2 separate regions of the Rattus norvegicus genome follow, and region 1 is linked to region 2. The links are chromatin contacts, called in public Hi-C maps. All regions are on one chromosome and are shown on one strand. The core of a region is the stretch at or near the end of the contact, and the rest is flanking DNA. Distances in the headings are between cores, read along the strand shown. Region 1 holds the start of Septin11 (septin 11). Region 2 holds the start of Ccng2 (cyclin G2).

The links. Hi-C and Micro-C count contacts between places; a contact is called where the count stands out from the background.
Region 1: a Hi-C map of liver shows a contact between it and region 2, with 1.8 times the contacts expected there. The contact joins the promoter of Septin11 here to the promoter of Ccng2 in region 2. A contact is called at or near these places in 2 of 12 Hi-C or Micro-C datasets (Schwann cells and liver) and 1 of 1 datasets of contacts at active chromatin or transcription factors (oligodendrocytes).

What each region holds. Positions count from the first base shown.
Region 1 is chr14:15,273,285-15,277,147 of GRCr8, reverse strand. It overlaps Septin11 (septin 11), which reads left to right and starts at 1,948. Exons shown (of 11, transcript NM_001107208.3): 1 at 1,948-2,107. The coding sequence starts at 2,081.
Region 2 is chr14:15,095,614-15,099,675 of GRCr8, reverse strand. Ccng2 (cyclin G2) reads left to right here and starts at 2,486. Exons shown (of 8, transcript NM_001105725.2): 1 at 2,486-2,668; 2 at 3,470-3,607. The coding sequence starts at 3,470.

The DNA of each region.
Region 1 (3,863 bases), core at 699-3,198, 180 kb before region 2:
ATAGTTCTGTACAACATGTACAGTGTGGGCTAGACGCCAAAAGGCAAAGAAGCACTCTTGAGTTCATAGTCTATCGATTATTACTATGACAACCTCTTAACAGCCTAGTTCATCTGCAACAATGGCTGGGGTGAAAGTAAGTCACAGTTCCTGCCTGTTGTCATCTGAAGTTATATATATCGCCAGCCTCCCCTTTTAATCTTGAAAGTTTTTAAGCTTGAATAAGAAATTATTCACAACCCTCATTCATATGCACCTGCCCTGATACCCATCCCCCAACCAAAGAGCCAGAAAGCACTGAATTAGAGTCACAGAGGAAAGGAATTCTTGCGCTCCTGCATAGCACTCATTCGAGTGACATCTTACAAACTGAACAGGGTTTTTGCTCACTGTGTAATGGTGTAAATGAAGTCCCCATTCTCAAAAGACAAGTTATCTACAGAACAGAAAGTGACCGGAATAAGGTAGTGCTGTTCAGGTCTGAGCAGGCTTGACGTCAGAGCCCCTCCTCTTTCAACACTCCTCTCTAGCTTCACGGCCAAGGGTGGGATTCACTCTAGGTGGCTTCTAGCTCCTCACTCACCATATCAGAGCAGTCCAGCATCAGGATCAGTTATGGGTGAACCAATGCTACAGAGCCACTTACCCTCAGCCAAAGGCTGGGCAGAGCGTCTGAATCCCGTGGCCAAAAGTGGGACTCCAGAAACTTGGATGTTTGAAGTCTCAGGTCAGACTCTCATGTGCCCCAGTTCCTCCCAGGGCACGTTCATATTACAGCCCTCCCCTTGCCTCTTTCCCTGTGCTTCAACCCACCTGGTTTCCTCAACTCAATCAAGTAGCTATCCTCATGTAATCGTGGGCCTACCATGCGTAGACACCCACAGCGCACGACATCCCTCACTGTTCAGCCTATGTCAGATGCATGCACAAGGACCCGCCATTTCACCTGCCACTCAGATACAGTAATATTCCAACATTTGCTGGAAAAAAAAATCCTTGATGGTGGAGGAGTCCTCCAGGTTTCCTGTGCCGTGAATCGCACCCACTTGTCACCCGCTTTGCGCCTTCGCTGTGCACCACACCCCTCAGCCAGGGTTGAGCTTGCACGCCTCTGGTCCCTGGGTCATCCGGTCTGTCTCGGGGATCCAATGACACGTCTACTAACCTCTCCGTACCAGTAACCTCTCCAGTAACACGGTGGGGAAAAGCTCTGGAGAAAGCTCACAAACGGCCTAAATTCTCCAGCGGGTACTGGATTTTTTTCTTTTTTAATTAACCCCCCGCCGCCCCCGCCTCCAGTAGCCGGTGGTGGGTTCACGACTACGTCCTCAGTCCTCTTTCTCTCAGAAAGCGATTCCCAGTCCGGTCGCACACCACAGCGACGGTTTCCAGCAGCTTGTTTAGTCTCCTTTCTGATGGAAGGCCCAGCAGACCGGCAATTCTTTCCTCGTGGGGTGCGCTCTGCCCTAGTAGGTTACCCACCGAACCTTCTAAGCGGACTCCTCTGGATGGGGAGTGTCACCAGGATAACTTTCCAGAGGTGCAGACTCTGCACCCTGTGGTCCCCTAGCCTGCCTGCCCCACCCCATAGCAGCTCCAGGTGCCGGCTCCGCGCAGCGCGTGGCAGCTCGGGGTTGGGACCTCCGCGCCTAGGCTTTTACGCGGACTCCAGCACGTGTTGCAGGAGGGGGAGAGTCGGGCAGCGTCTGGGCACAGGACACTTTAGTGGGGCGGAAGAAAGCCACAGGAGGGAAAGTGTCTGACTTCACAGATTATCAACCTATCAGCTCACCAGGATCATGGTTCACCCGCCGCGTTCCTCCGCTCCGCTGGGGTCAGGTCTCTCTCTGCACCCCCGTTCCGGGGCAGGTAATGGTTGAGTCCAGGCGGGAGGCCATGTTGCTGGAATAAAGCGGGCGGGGCGGCGCGGGCGAGCAGATGCGGCTGGAGGCGCGCGGGAGCCGGGCGCGAGCAGGGCGCAGCCGCGAGGGAGGCGCGGGGGAGGCCAGCGGGAGCCGGAGCACCAGCAGCAGCCAGTGTCGGTGAAGAGCAGCCGGGCGCAGCCAGAGCCACAGTCGCGATGGCCGTGGCGGTGGGGAGACCGAGTGTAAGTCGTGGGCCCTCGCACGCTGATCCCAGGGCGTCGGGTGGGCTCTGTTTCGGGGCGCGTGCTGGTGGAGACTTGCGGGGACCAGGAGGGGGGCTCTGGGTGGTGGCTGATGGGGCTGTGGGTGTGTGCATGAATTTGGGCGCGCGTCTGGGGCGGAGGGGAGCTTGGGGAGCCCACAGGCTGAGAGCCTACCTGATGCAACATTAGATTGCCTTGGCGCGCCCCTGTTTCAGGGATGTGGGAGGAAAAGGACCCTTCCGTGAGGCGCCCTTAGAAGGGGTTTGCCTGAGCTGCTGCTTTCCCCAGCTAACCTCTCTTCCCGGCGCACAACGCTTAGCTGGTGACAGTGGAGGAAGGCGCTGACTGAGGAGGGTTTCCTCGCGGTTCTCCCGCGCCCTGGGGGCGATCGGGGCATGAGAATTGGGAGCTGAAGCGCTGTGTCACAGGGCTGTAGAAGCGGGTCAAAGGGGTGGGATTTCCGTGGTGGCTTACCCCCCGGTGCATTGTGAAATTCCGGACACCCTCAGGCGCCCACCCGGGTGACCGGGCCCTGCCCAGGATGTGGACAAAGCCCTAGGCACACACACAAAGTTTTCAAAGGGCTCCCTTTGGGGGTGGGTGGAAGTCCTGAAATACTCTGCGACTGGCAGGCCGGGGGCGGCAGTGCTGAATGCGGGGCTCCGGGAAGAGGAAGGGAGGGTGGGTGCCTGGAGGAGTGCCCCAGCACCCGAAGTCAGGGAGGGGATGCTCCTCTCCGGACTCTGGGCGGGGGTACGCGCCACGGGCTGTGCATCTGCGGGTATAGACTCCGGGTTTCCAACTCCGGAGCCAGCCAGAGCGAGTGGGACTTTGAGGATGTAGTTTAGGGTCTGCTCCCCAACCTCGGGTGAAAAGGAGGGAAGGGGCGGTGGCGGCGGCACCCGCCTTTCCTTTTTACTGAAAGGAGCCAAGCCCAGTGGGAAAGGCGGAGTCCTCTTCTCTCTGGTTTTCTTTGTCAACGTTCATAGCCCACTTTGCCTGGTCTGCCCTTGGGGCGACTTCGGTGGAGGTCTTTCCTGGCTAGTACCTCATCATCTTCTTTTTTTTTTTTTTAATTTTCCTTTTCAAACTTTACAGCTAGCTTCAGGTGGTGGCCTAATATTTTGCAGCTATAGAGAAAATCTTAGATATTGAAAGTTGCCAAACCCCAGATGCTGAGTTTCTTGGCTCCCCCACCCCCTTACACCTCTTCACACACCACCACCTTCTGCACCCCTGAGGAGTCTTAGCCCAGCAGGAAGTTCATGGGGTCACTCTTTGCAACATCTGTAGTTGCCTTTTCTGCTGCAGTTTGAGGCGCTTTGAAAGACTTTACCCTACAATCAGAACATGTTCACTGGGCATTATCAAGTGTTACTGTGAGTCTTTTTAGGCCTTCCAAACTCTGTTAAATGATACATCCTTAAGAATTTTGTCTTCCTCTTCACCACACAAATTATGCCCTTGTTAATTGGTCGGAGGCTGTCATTACTGAGGGAATTTGCATAGTCTCTGGGCTGATGATCTCTTTATTACTAGGGTAAGGAAACCAAGGTTAACTCTTGGCCTTATTTTTCAGGGCACAGATTCAAAGAACTAAAATAACAATGTATGTTTTAGAAGCATTGGCAAGCGTCTGGGAATGCACGTATCCTGTGTAGGGGGTATCGTTTTCAGAAACACCTATTGGCCAGTGCATTCTTAAGGGCTGGGGTGGGGGTGGTAGGAATAATTT
Region 2 (4,062 bases), core at 1,237-3,736:
CTTCCTGGAAAAGTATAAAAGAAGAGGTTCCCATGGGGAGACAATGTAATTTGGGGCCAGTATGTTAAAAGGACTGCTGTCTTTTAATATTAAAGAGTTCAATGGACAGTGGTGGAAAGTTAGTCTCCCTTGTGCTGAGCAGTGAATTCACTAGTACAAAACAGCTCACTCTACAGGACTGTTCACATCATGTAAAAATCAGCGTATGTTTTGTATAACTTCTAGTGGGCTAAGAAAAGGATAATTTCTAGATCTTTTCCCCCTTCTGACGAGGTCTCACTCTGTAGCCTGGGCTAAGCTTGAACTCACCGCAATCCCCCTGCTTGCCTCAGTCTTCCAAGTGCTGGGTTTGCAGATGTAAGCCGTTGCACTTGGCTGGCTTTCTTCCCTTTTGTATGTTATTTATAAAAACGTCCCGCCACATCTTTTACACTTCCTCTTTCGAATCACATATTTTCTAGCCCAGGCTCCTTTTATACCTTTGCCCATCGGAAAACAAAGCTCTCCCCAGTCTCCATGTTCATTCAGCTCCTAAACTTCTCTGTGTGTCTTTTCATTTGATTTGGTGGTCGCTTCTTTCTCTCTCTGAACCCTGTTAGCTGAGTTCGTTCCCTGTTGCAAGCAGATGTACGTCTGAACTTTAATCATAGCTCCATTCTCTAAAGGAGTCGCCGGCTGCTGTGTGCGTTTATTAGCATGGACTTTGGCCCAGATGTACGTCACTAAAGTAATAATTTAAATAATGCTTAAAAGATCAACCACACCTTGAATAAAATTGTGTAACCTGTAAATCATTTATAAGTGGTATGCTAATTTTATTTTATGTTCTAAAACCAAGAAGGCCACACCCTTCTGAAACAGGAGTGCTAGCTAGGCCCTTTGGCATTCTTGTCCCCTGTTGCTCTGTGCTCCAAACAGATGTCTGAGTCTCATTCCAGATAATACACAAAGCCATCTATTTGACTAATTCTTCAGCTTGTTAAAGTTGTACTATGTGCCCTCTAAGTAGTTTAGAAGCTCCAAAGTGCCTCACGGAAAACACACATAAGAGTAGAAAACTCACTTCCAAGAGGCTAGCTGTTTAGAATTCATGAAGGTGCAAAGTTACCAATTTGCATGTTTGGTAGGAGGTAGAGATCTGAGAAAACAGAAAGTAAAACAAACAAACGAACGAACAAACAAACCAAAACCAAAACCACCTAGGGACTTTTCCTACCTCCTTACTGATACTCCACTCCGTGTGAAAGTTAGTTCTGCCTAAGGCATCTAGTTGGTTTGGTTTTTGCTCTGCCTTAGGAGAGGTGTCAGCTTAATAACAACGTTAATTATAATAGACAATAAATGATAATTTATGGGCGATCAAGAACCAAGCGGCTGTGGGAGCCTTCATTAAAACCGAAAGCAAACAGTACAACCATAATCTCTAGAAGCACGCTATTATACCTACTAGATATTTATATACCCTCGTCAATCTGCAGTTTTTATAGAAAAGTCCCTCCTTTGAACTTTTTTTATGGAAAAAAATGTCAAGGTCCACAAATGCATTAACAATTCTGTAACTCAGTCTCTACCACCCACGGCTTAACTTCAACAATTCAGCTGTGTAACCAAGTAGTTGAGCCTAGCTTCTTTTTTTTCTTTCCTGAGTCAAGAGTTTTTTGTTTTTTTAAAACAAATATCTCGGTAGGCATTTCAAGAAATGTTGTAGATTGACTGCTTATTGCATCGGTGGTACAACTAAGAAGCTGAGGACGCCCTTCTGCACTCGTGGAAACGCTGTTACAGAGTTATGTGACCCCAGATTTTCGGGGGTGTGACCAGAAGCGACAGTCTTGGGCCTCGCCTACACTTAGCTAGAGCCGATAGGCAACTGTGGACCCCGGCACGTAACCAAGCTCCACAAATGCCACCCACCCAAGCATGCGCAATCTAGACCCCGGAGTTGCTAAGGCCCCCGAAGAAGATAAGAGACTCAGGATATAATGAGAGCCAATCAGAGGACGCAACAGCCAATCGGCCAGCCAATCCAGATTCGAGATTAAATCAAGTCCTCAGCAGTCGGCTTGCCCCACCCCTATCCAATCAGGGAGCAGGCTACTTTGGGCGGACTTTTTAAAACAGCGAAAACAAAACAAATCGGGGACCTTTAAACGGTGTGAGGCGTCTAGAGAAGGTCTCCTTCCGCTCTCCGACCAGCTCTCTCATCTTTGCTCCCTTCCGGCTTCATCCTGAAATGAGGCTGAAATCTAGATTCCATTCCTCACCCTAGATCCTGGCTCGGCAAAGCCAAGAGGAAGAGAAAGGACTAGGAGAGTCTGGGTAATGAGGCTTGGAGCAGGGATTCTTTTTTTTCAGATCCACTGAATGAGGGAGAGAGGATCCCTCCGCGCGGAGTCACGCGCCCCGCCCCTTGGGGGCGTCGCAGACTCAAAACAAAAACAAGGGGTTTGCTCGGCTCGGGAGTCTGCGGCGGAGCGGGGAGGAGGTGGAGGTGCAGGGCGGGCGCAGCGCCCGGCTGAGGAGCAGCATGAAGCCCGGGCTGTGAGACCCGGCGGCGGCGGGGAAGTCGGATGCGGGTGTCGGGGCGCCGCTGAGCAGGCTGTCCCCTACCTCGGAGGAGGGTCCGGACGCCCCCGCCGCGCCGGTCCGCGACGCCGGGGCCGACACGGTGAGTGGGCCTCCCGGGTGGCTCCGGGTTTGGATTGCAGTCTGCTAGGACGGTAGAGTCCCCCAGTCGCATCCGAGGGACTGACAGGGGCTCCGGGATGTTGTGAGGCCACACGGGGGTTGACAGCCCGGGGACTCAGCACCGTTACTGAACCGAAGTATTAGGTTCCTGCTCGGCGCGGGCAGACTGGACTCCCCTTGTCCTCCCAGCACCTCCCAAGCTGGTGGGCCGCTCTGTCTCCACTTGCGGGGCTCCTTTAAGCTGCAGAAGCGTAGGGGACAGCTTGGAGGTGGGCTCCGGGACGGGTCCCGGGGCGGGGCTCCGAAGCCTCCTCCTTCCAGTTCTTTGTTCAGTCTCGAGACTCCCCCTCCCTTCTCTCCTATTGTGCAACGCCCCGCCCCAGAACCCGCTTCGGTGGCTTCAATCTTCCGGTCCCCCCGCTTTTCTCTAGGGCCTAGAGTGCAGGCAGAAGTCCCTGCTGTGCTATCCAGGTGATACGGACAGTAGGAGACATTACGCTCCTTGGACAGTTTTCCTGTTTGTCAAACGCCATCGGCCAGAGGGCTGGTCAGAACTAGCCCTGGCCAGCGGAGGTGACCGAGATCCTTCCCCCATGCCACGCCTCCTTGTCTTTAGGGGAGGATTCCCCAGAGGCTGGTCGACGTGACGGATCCCCTCACCCGGTTCTGGCTTGTGTGAGCTGGGGCGCCCCTAGCTGAGGGATCGCGGCCAAGTCTTTTTTCTCACACCCCCTTCATATCCTGAATATATTCTTAACCGGCCGCGGTGTATTTGCTGCAGATGAAGGATTTGGGGGCCGAGCACTTGGCAGGTGGCGAAGGGGTTCAGCTTTTCGGATTGTTGAACTTCTACCTGGAACAAGAACAGAGATACCAACCTCGAGAAAAAGGGCTGACCTTGATGGAGGCTACCCCAGAGGTAAATTTGAGAAGTGATAGGACTTGGGAATATTTTGTTTTTCCTCGGTTGAAAGCAGTACCAAAGGCCACAAAGTTAAATCCAAAATTGGCCTCCCCGGACTAAGAAAAACCTGAAACTGGGCAGGGTTATGCTTTTGTTTTCAGTGAATGTGGAAGTTATACCAAATGTACTGTTAGAGGCGTTTCTTCTGGTGGTGGGAAGTTCCTAGGGAATATTTATAATAGGATCTTAAATTATTTTAGAAAACAGAAACCTCATCAAAGAACTACTGTAACTGCCTGGAATGAACTGCCAAAGTTCTTCTGTAGTGGATACATTTTAGAAGCAGTGATGTATCTTTTATATCTGAACGTATACTGATAGCTTTAGCTTTAGGAGGTCACAGCATACACGGCAGTGGTGAAAACTGAAGGGAGAGTAGTTTTTGAAACTTCTCTATTCCATTCTAAGAA